2 separate regions of the Rattus norvegicus genome follow, and region 2 is linked to region 1. A link is a contact called in public Hi-C data. All regions are on one chromosome and are shown on one strand. The core of a region is the stretch at or near the end of the contact, and the rest is flanking DNA. Distances in the headings are between cores, read along the strand shown.

The links. A called contact is a pair of places that touch in the nucleus more often than the background predicts.
Region 2: a contact with region 1 is called in a Hi-C map of the A7r5 cell line, with 4 times the contacts expected there. The contact joins the enhancer-like site here to the promoter of Rtkn2 in region 1. A contact is called at or near these places in 12 of 12 Hi-C or Micro-C datasets (the A7r5 cell line, the Rat2 cell line, Schwann cells and 7 more) and 1 of 1 datasets of contacts at active chromatin or transcription factors (oligodendrocytes).

The regions. Positions count from the first base shown.
Region 1 is chr20:20,607,544-20,612,816 of GRCr8, reverse strand. It overlaps Rtkn2 (rhotekin 2), which reads left to right and starts at 3,955. Exons shown (of 12, transcript NM_001107625.2): 1 at 3,955-4,198. The coding sequence starts at 4,160.
Region 2 is chr20:20,706,572-20,711,590 of GRCr8, reverse strand. No RefSeq gene overlaps it. Among named protein-coding and RNA genes, the nearest start is that of Zfp365, 44 kb to the right of the region's middle. Within about 2 kb of position 3,195, at least 12 of the 93 cell types and tissues checked have an H3K27ac peak or open chromatin away from gene starts, as enhancers often do. A contact at or near this core is called in the A7r5 cell line, where this site is marked.

The sequences.
Region 1 (5,273 bases), core at 2,706-5,205:
CAGTGTCTTGTGTTTGGTGGGTACTTTGCCACTGAGCTAATGTCCCCATCCCCTTTTCCTTATTTTATTTTGACTGGCTGGATAAATTGTTCCGGTGGCCTCAAACTTTTAATCCTTCCCCAGCCTTCAGAACAACTCAGATGATAGGTGAGTATCAGCCCCATCCCCACCCTTCACACACACACTCACTCTCTCTCTCTCTCTCTCTCTCTCTCTCTCTCTCTCTCTCTCTCTCAATATAATATTGCCAGTGGTAGGTAATGTATTGGGAGGAATATATATATACATATATATATATATATATGTATATATATTCTTAGAGGTCTTTGGGTCTAAAATGGTTGACTTTAGGTCTTTAGGTACTGGTATGTTCTTCCTGTTAGCAATGTGTTTGTGCTTAGTATTGTGTTTGCGGGATGAGAAGGTTACAGGGTACTTTCGAAAACTTTATCTCTCCCAACTGTCTCTGTTTCAACTTTACAAAGACAGGATAGCTATTAGCATTCTTGTTTTACCGGTAAGAAAACTGAGCAGTCTCCCCAGCGATGTAGGGCTAGAGTCCTCAGACTCAGCATCCTGTATCCTTTGTCAGATTATATGCTGCCTCAGCTGTTTGTAGATTATGGCTTATTTGCTAAACTCTCTCTCTCTCCTCCTCCTCCTCTCCCCCCCCCATCTCTTTTCTTTTACCTTCTGTTTCCTTCCTCTCCTCTCCTCTCTTCCTCCTCCATTTCCTTCTTTCTCCCTCCCCCTTTCTCCTTCCTTTCTCTTGTATATAATACAAAATACAACTCCTTTATGGGATTCATTATAATGCCATCATCTACAAGATGAACCTAAGTAACGAAAGTCCCAAGGTAATTTTCATTAAATTAAAAAATACACTTTGTCTGTTTGCTTGCATGCCCGTTTATTGGGGGTAGGATGGGCATTTGTATGTAACCACACGTGTGTGGTCAGAGGACACCTCATTGAGGTCAGTCAAGTCCTTCTACCGAGTGGGTGTCAGGGATAGGACTCAGATTTCCAGCCTTGGCAGAGAACCCCATTAGGCTATCTCACCGACCCCCCAAGATAATTTTCAAATAGGATTTTTTTTTTAGATTTTTTTCAGTGACATAAAAAAAAAAAACCAAGAGTTGCCTATTTTGTAATAAACTATATTTTAAAAAAGCAAAGGGTCTGGGTGCAGTGGGACATGGCTTGACTCCCAGCACTCCAGAGGCACAGGCAGGGGGATGTCTGTGAGTTTCAAGCCTGTGAAAATTAAGAAGAATACAGGAAAACAGACTTTTTGACACTTACTGTGTTATTTAGTTGCTTTGTTTCTATCACTTTCTGTTTAATTATGAATTAACCTCAATATAGCTAATCTAAATAATGCCCGTTTGGTAAGGGTATTATACAATGATATCATAGTAATAATCCCATCATTCAACCTCCAGCTGAAGCAAACCTGGGCAGATGGGTGGATGGGTGGCTATCTAACATGTTCTCAGAGAGCCTGAGGAGAATTGAAGGATGCCTCGATTTAGTTCCCAAACACTTAAAAATGATACTTGCTAGTTGTAAAACAATGACTTCGCTCGATGAATAAATTCTCAAATGAATACAACTACTTCTTGTGAGCTCTTTAACCTACTTTATTTTATGTTTGACTGTGTCTCCTGTAGCCCATGCTAGCCTCAACTCTCTTTGTAGGCAAGGATAACTTGTAACTTTTGATTGTCTCGCCCTTATCTCTGGTGTACTAGGTTTCCCCCCATGTAGCGCCACGCCCAGTAGAAGCCATGCTGGGAGATGAACTCAGGACCTTGTGCAGGCAACCATCTTGCTAAGTGGGGTGCATCCTCAGCCACCGCCCTTTAAGCTTGTGGTGTTTTGATGGCTGCTTCTATTTTTACAGACATCATTACAGACATCAAAGAGAACTATGTTTGATGAAATCAGCAGTAACAAAACAAAATGCCTAGGGATAAATAAGGAAACAGAAACCCTATTCTGAGACACTTTAATCACCAGCTAGGACAGGATCTAGCTTCAGCACTTCCGGGACACATCCCCGGATGCCTTAGAAAGAGATAGTCCCACATCATTTCTTCTGCAAAGAGAAAGGTCTTTAATGGCAACTACCTATAGTCTATAGGTAAGTACCAAACACAGCCTCTTCTAGATTTCTTCCTAGGATTATTAATCCTGCAATACTCATCCATTTTCACATCGGTGCTCACTTTGAAACCGGTCACCTTTTTGGTTTTCTCTCTCAAGGCGCTTTGGTCTGAGTCTGAGCGCTGTGTGTGTTACAGGGTAAATGCTGTGAGTCTGACGATGAGCTCTCTGTGTACAGTTCATTTACCGTGTGTACGTCTTCATTTGTGTGTCAGGCGTGATGCCCGGCTCCTGCAGCTAATTACATCACAAAGGAGCAGCACAAGAGACCCGTGCGCTGGGTCAAAGGGCACTTCACGGGAATGGAATTCAGACCCGTGTTTGGAGACACCTGGGTGAGGTGGGCGTTGGTAATTTTGAGTTTCACCTACTTTACAATTGTGGGTCATTACGGGCTGCTAAAGTAAGAGGAAAATCACTCCTAACTGGGCAGCAGCTTCTAGAATCATCTAGTCCAGAGGTTCTCAACTAGGCAATTATCCACTTGAGAGGAAGGAATTTTATATATATATACATATACACACATATATATACATATATACATATACATATATGCACATATATACATATATATACATATATACATATATGGATAATTATATATATAATATATATGGATATGCATCTCTCTCTCCCGCCCCGTGTGTGTGTGTGTGTGTGTGTGTGTGTGTGTGTGTGTGTGTGTGCGTGTGTCTGTGTTCAGTGTTTGGGGGAGGTATGCCCACATCCTGGTGCACATGGACATTACTTTGGGGAGTTGGTTCTGTCCTTCCACCATTGGACACTGGGAATTGGAACTCAGGTCAGGAGCTTTGGCATTACGTAGGTACCTTTCCTTGCTGAGCCATCTCACTGACACACTCGATTTCTTTTTAAGAAGTACACCATTCAATTGACTGCCTTAACAAGGAGGTCTGTGAGCAAGACGGCCATATCATTTAAAGTTCACCTTGGAACAAGTGGAAGATAGGGGGACCACTGGGACAACATACCCAAGAAAGGATGTCCCCAAAATAAACAGGGCCAGACTGTTTATAGAAGGAGTGTTGCCCAGGTCTTTAATGAGGTGAGGTAGGAGGTTGATTTGGTAGAGTCTTCCCTCAGGAGGAAAACGTCCAAAGCCCTTCACATTTCCGGTACAAGATATGCCAAGGGATAATTTTAAACACTTTACAGGGGTGTGGACATCCTCTAATTAAAAGTCTAAACTGGTTAGCTCAGTGGTGAACAAATATCTTGTCATGCTTAAGGCCTCGAGTTCAGCATTTCAGCATCTCCCCCTCCTCTCTCTTAATAAAAGCCCGTGCTAACGACCAGGCTTCTGCACATTTGTTTGCTGTCACTTTAGATGTAGACAAACCCAGGGGGAGTACTCGCAAAATGTCTCATATGGTGCCTGTCTCCCCACCCAGCCTTTCAGAGCATGATCTTTGGGTGAAACCATGTTTGAGAGACAGATAATGGGGTCTTACATCCCTGACTGGTCTGTGAGGTCCAGTCAGTCCATTCCTTTAAAGAACTTCAAGCAGGACGCAAGAAGAAACCTGACAAGAAAACCACCTGTTTGAGGCTTCTAAAGGGAGACCTTCTCTAAGACTCCACCACGCCCACTGGCTGGGGCCCCGCCCACTGACAGACACAAACACACCCACTCCGCTCTGGTCCAGCCTACCCATGAGGGTCTTCTTAGTTCAGGCCCCACCCACCACAGACCCCACCCATCCGAGCCCGCTCTTATTCAAACCCCGCCCACCGCATATCCAGGCTCCGCCCACTCCCCGCCCTTGCTTAAGGCCGGCTGTAGCAGAGGGTCTGTGCAGAGTCCTCGGGTCTCGTGCTGTTCTAGAGACGGAGCGGACCCTAGTGCGCTTGCGCGGCGTCGTGGGCCGGGTTCCCCTGCAGCTCGGACTTGGTACGGCCGAGCGGTTGGTGCGGTCTGCAGCTGCAGCCCCGGGGCGCGCTTTTCAAATCGTGGTTGACGTGCGCCGAAATGGAAGGGCAGCTGCTGAGGGGCCTCGCCGCGCAGCAGGTGAGCGAGGCCGGGACTGGAGAGTGGCAGCCTGGACCGAGATCCGGAGCCGGGCGAGCTCCGTGGCGTTGCACGCCTGTAGGCTGCACCCGAGGAGGAGAGCGAGGGCCGGGGCTGGAGGAGGACGCCGGGGCCCTTCCCACCTGCGGGTCTTCCTAGGCTTGCAGAGGAGGTGATGCCCCGGGAGCCGGTCCCCGGTTTGCTCCCAGTGTCTTCGCAGCCTACGCAGCTGGGCATCTAGTGCAAGGTGCTGCTTTCAGCGATGTGGGCAAGCATCAGACTGTGGGGTGACCGCGGGGTGGACGCTCAAAAGGCATGTTCTTAGCTTTCCAGGAAGGTGTAAGTTTAAACGTGGATTCTTGAACAAATACTAGGAAAAAACACTGAGTTGCAAATAAATCCAGTGGGGTTTTTTTGTTTGGTTGGTTTTGTTTGTTTGTTTGTTTGTTGTTTAGCCATCTTTAGATGTGTTCAAAACCTTTTACATTTTAGTGTTGTCGAGAGTATTTCTTGGGAACCCCAGTCAAGAGTTAAAAGTATACTTTCTGTTCATTATTTTAGCACTTTAATTAAAAGAAGACCCTTATGCCCTTTTTAGCTCCATCTTCATTTCCGTTTTAATTTTCACCTCTTACCGGCTCCTGAAGTATAATAGTAATTCTATCTAGACGAAGACTGCAGGTTCACAGAATTTCTACTGCCTTGTTAGAAAGCCCTCTGTAATTCTCTGGAGAGTTGAGCCAGGCTTCAAGTTATTCTGCAAACCGTATTAGTAATCATAGGACCTGTTTTCCAGTAACATACAGAAAACTTTCAACTCTCTTGTGAAGTATTTCTTCTTATTTTGTTGTGTATTCTGGGTGTCCTGGTTGTCTTTTCTAAAGGTAGCCTTGAACTCCTGAGGCTCCGCTTGCCTCTACTTTCTTACTGTGGAGTTTATAGGAGTGCCCCACCAAGCCTGACTTTTGTGGAGCGGAGCTGGGGTCTAACCCAGTGCCTTGTGCATTCTAGGCAAGCCCTAGATCACCTGAGCCACATCCCATTCCTACGTTGATTGTCATCACAGCCTCTACTT
Region 2 (5,019 bases), core at 1,946-4,445, 100 kb before region 1:
CTTGTCTATGCGTTTGATCCCTAGAACCCACATACATCGCTGAAGCAAAGAACCAACTCCCGAATGCTGTCCTCTGACGTCCAGACCTCCACCTATGAACTTCTACATGTGTGCACACATACGAAGAATCGCTAAATAAACTAATAGAAAAACATAGACAAGCTATAGTAAAGAAACCCAAACGCCAAAGAGAGCGATATGTTAATATTTTGGGTGTATAATATGACGATCCATATATCTGTGCAAAACATGGACAAAAATAGCTAACTTGGCTGACCAGTCATTTTCTATAGATAGTATTTAATTAAGTATTCTGGAGATGACATACTTTAGTACATCTTTTATGGCTTTGCCTGTAAAGTATATGGCATCACAGACGAAGACAACAGATCAAAAGAAATTCTTTTTTCCCCCCTTTTGACTTTTGTAGCTTAAGGACTTGAACATTGCTGGGGGTTGGATGAAAATGTGGCTGCGAAGGGACGTGGTAAAAATAACTTTTGTGCTAGTAAGCAGAATGGATGTGAATTGGTACTGATGTCGATCTCTGCCAACGGACTGGCTTCCCTCAGACTTTGCAGGTGCCTTAAGTGTGGCAGCTCCTGCCACTTCGTTGTCTCACCACTGTCCTTCCATTGCCTGAAAATTAGTTGCTAGGAGTCCTCAGCCTCCTGGCGGGAGAGCCTTATACCATTCTAGAGGTCACCTGCATCATCCCTCAGACACCAGCTACCAGTGAGCGCATGCGCTCTCAGACAATCATACCTAAGGCACCTGTGTGGCCAAACGGACCCTCTTCATTGAGAGGATAATTACAAATGTAAAGTCATCAGAAAATAAGTTGATTCCGAGCATCAGGAAACCTGGGCTCTGGGCTGAGAGCCTGATTAAGTCCTCACCTGTTTGAAAACTCATTTTGGGGTGGGGGAGGGGCGTTGTTGTAGTCCTTCCCAATCTCCCTAGCAAGGACACAAGTTTGGACGTTCGGGAAACATTCAGTAACATGCCATCCAGCTTAACTTTGCTCAGCGATCCTTCAACACATCATCACGCTCCTCTCTCTATGTTTCTCCCTCTAAATTAGAGAAGAATCAAAAACTCAAGTTAGGTTATGGGTCAGAAGTATTGGGGAGGGGGTAGCCTGATCTAAGATATAGTGTTGAAGGACATTACCTTGGGTACACCCCACCTGAGAGAGTCAAGGTCTGTTTGTTGCTCTTTTTCTTCATCGACACCACCTCTCAGAAAGAACCGGGTCCATTCACTCGTTCTAGAGTTTAAACGGGTCACGTGGTCCGAGCCAGGGCAGGCTCCACAGTGCGCTGGTCCGGAGGACTTAAACTCGATTCTCAGCACCCGCTCCACTGATTTGCATTCAGCTCACCTGGGTAAGGCTGTGTTGCCCCAGTTTTAACAAGTACTCGACGTGATGTTCTCCGCGAGATGTTCTCGTTCAAGGAAGTTTGGGAAATGTCGGTCTAGGTACGCAACCCTTTACCAAATGAAGAAACTGAAGCTTGGGTAGACATCTGGAACTAACAGCTCTTCAAGCACCTTCCGTTTTAATCTGGAAGTTCTCCTACATCCGCCATTCCTATTTTTTTTTTCTTTTTTTCGGAGCTGGGGACCGAACCCAGGGCCTTGCGCTTGCTAGGCAAGCGCTCTACCACTGAGCTAAATCCCCAACCCCCCGCCATTCCTCTTTTTGTGATTTGTTTCCGTGTGTGTGTGTGTGTGTGTGTGTGTGTGTGTGTGTGTATGTATGTATGTTTAAAGGTAAGTGTGTGCACTTCTGCATGTAGGTGCCCTTGAGGAGTCTAGAAGAGAAACTCAGATCCCCTTAGAACTGGAGTTAAAGGCAGTTCTGAGCTGCCCAACATGAAGGAACTGGATTCAAGTCTTCTGCAAGTCTTCTGTATCTGCTTCTTTGAATTGCCCACTGTCTCAGTCAGGGTTTCTGTTCCTGCACTGACATCGTGACCAAGAAGCAAGTTGGGGAGGAAAGGGTTTATTCAGCTTACACTTCCACATTGCTGTTCATCACCAAAGGAAGTCAGGACAGGAACTCAAGCAGGTCAGGAAGCAGGAGCTGATGCAGAGGCCGTGGAGTGATGTTGCTTACTGGCTTGTTCCCCTGGCTTGCTCAGCTTACTTTCTTATAGAACCCAAGACCACCAGCCCAGGGATGGCACCACCCACAATGGGCCCTCCCACCCTTGATCACTGAGTGAGAAAATGCCTTACAGTTTGAAGGGAGCCTCAGGGAGGCTCTTTTCTCTGCAAGAACTCCAGCTTGTGTCAAGTTGACACACACACAACCAGCCAGTACACCGACCATCTCGCCAGACCAGGTCCACCCATTTTCCATTTTATGAAGAAGAAAAAGGAGGAGGAGGAGGGGGAGGAGGAGGAAGAGGAGGAGGAGGAGAGGAAGAAGGAGAAGGAGAAGAAGAAGAAGAAGAAGAAGAAGAAGAAGAAGAAGAAGAAGAAGAAGAAGAAGAAGAAGAAGAAGAAGAAGAAAAAGAAGAAGAAGAAGAGGAGGAGGAGGAGGAGGAGGAGGAGGAGGAGGAGGAGGAGGAGGAGGAGGAGGAAGGGGGAGGAGGAAGGGGAGAAGAAGAAGGAGAAGAAGAGGAGGAGGAGGAGGAGGAGGAGGAGGAGGAGGAGGAGGAGGAGTCGTCGTCTACACTGAACACACAGAGTGAGAACGAGAGGATTGGGAACTCCCCACTGTGGTTCTACTTCCTTAGTATTTCCAAGGAAACTCTAGGCTGACTATTCTCAATACCCCCTATTTCTGAAGTAACCAGATTTCCACCCTCAGTATATTTGAGGCCCACACTGGATTTTGGGTTTTAAAAATGAAGCCTGTAAGTGACATCTTGGGACACTCCTTGGTCCTCTGTTGGGGCTCCTGGATTCCACTTTGGATTCCCATCAGGACCATTTCAGCTCTAGGTGGGTAAAGAAGATGATGAGGTGCTCAGAGCGAGTTCCTCTCAGCAGCAGCAGCAACTGAGAGGCATTTCTCTTGTGCTGTCGGTTCCCAAGGCCATCTGCGCATGAGCAATGTGGAGCCTTCACCTGCGCATGAGCACTGTGGAGCTTTTCCCAAGAAGGACATCAGAGTTAGTGTGTGCATACTAAAGGCTTGACACTTGAAATCAACAGACCGAAATATCCCGCCAGCCCCAATTGTTATGCAACCGAGCTGAGAGCAGGTGAATCAGCAGCCGTGATGGCCAAAGTCAGTGAGTCATCTACTGTCTGAAGGAAGTCACTTTCGGAACCCAACTTCTGGGGCTTCCAAAAACTCCTTAGTGACTTCAGTAACTCACAAGCTCTAGTGGAGTTATCTTGGCCCTTTTATGTACCCCTTGGGTATTTGGGTTTGAGTGTGTGTGTGTGTGTGTGTGTGTGTGTGTGTGTGTGTGTGTGTTTATTTACTTTTTTGTTGTCATTGTTATTGGTTTTGTTTGATTAAAGCCGGGTCTTCCGTAGCCCAGGCTAGCCTCAAACGCATTAGGTAAGCAAGAGTGACCTTCAATTTCTGATATCCCGCCCCACCTCCATCTCCCAAGGATTCCAGTATGTGCCACTACACCAAGGTTGTGTGGTACTGGAGATGGAACCAGGGGCTTCACGCACGATAGAAAAGCATTCTGTCAGTGAAACCACCTCCCCAGTTCAACCCGTTTAATTCCTCTTTGGAGAAGTCTCAGATGAACTTAGATCAAGCCTCTCTGTGGAGTAGCTCATACTCAGCAAAGTGTACTTCTTTTTGGCTTGATTCCCCTGCTAATCTGGGCCTTTGGAGGAAACACAGAGTGTTGAGAGGTTTTCCTGGATCACATTCTTAGACTCGTTAAGCCTTGTAATGACTGGAGACAGAGCGCCAAATCTGGGCTTACTAGGAGAGTGCTTGAAGTAAATCTTAGGGTTTAAAACGGAATGTGCTAGGGCTAGAGAGATGGCTCAGTGCTTGCGAGCATTTTTCTGCTCTTCCAGGGGACCTAAATGTGGTTCCCACCTCTCTTGGACAATTCACAAAGGTGCACAACTCCAGTTCCAGGAGATCTCACACCCTCTTCTGGCCTCTGCATGAACATGCACACACATATAAAAAACTAGAAATAAAAAATAAATGTTTAAGGGGCTGTAGACACAGTTTGGTGGCTAAGGGGGCACACTGCTCCTCCAGAGGTCCTAGGGTCAGTTCACAGCACCCACATCTGGCTGTTCACAGCCACTTGTAAGCTCAAGACACTCTGACACCCTCTTCTGGCCTCCTAGGGTACTTCAGACATATGATACACACACAGGCTTGGGCACACACATAGGATAAACATGTAAGTAAATATTTTTTTTCCAAAAGACATTTAAAATAGAATGTTCTGGAGACAGATGCTTTTTCCTATGATTTAAAGCAAGGTTGTTCCCAATGAGTCTTTTTGACCTTACTAACTGACGTATTTGGAAGCCATCCTGACCTTTAACTGTCTCTGAATTGGCTCTTTCAAACTTCTCCACCCTTTGTCATTCGACTAGCACTGGCCTCTCTATTATGTTGAACATTGACAGTTCTGCAAAATTGGATCAAATAGGCGTACTAATTGCAGAAATGCCATTGGTCCCATTTAATGTTTAAAATCCCATTCTTATATTCCAAAGTTTGTCCTGTTTTGCTTCGTTCTCATTGATGAAAGATCATGGCATTACACATACCTTGTGTGTGTGTGTGTGTGTGTGTGTGTGTGTGTGTGTGTGTGAGAGAGAGAGAGAGAGGGAGAGAGAGAGGGAGAGAGAGAGGGAGAGAGAGAGAGAGAAAGACAGAGAGACAGAGACAGAGAGAGAGAGAGAGAGAGAGAGAGAGAGATCATGGATATATAGGTGCTCATGTGTATGTGTTTAGAGGCCAAAGGTCAATTTCAAGTGTCAATCTTTTGATATCTACTGTGGGTTTATTTGTTTGTTTGAGACAGGGAGTCTCATTGGCCTGGATCTTACTGATGTGACAAGGCT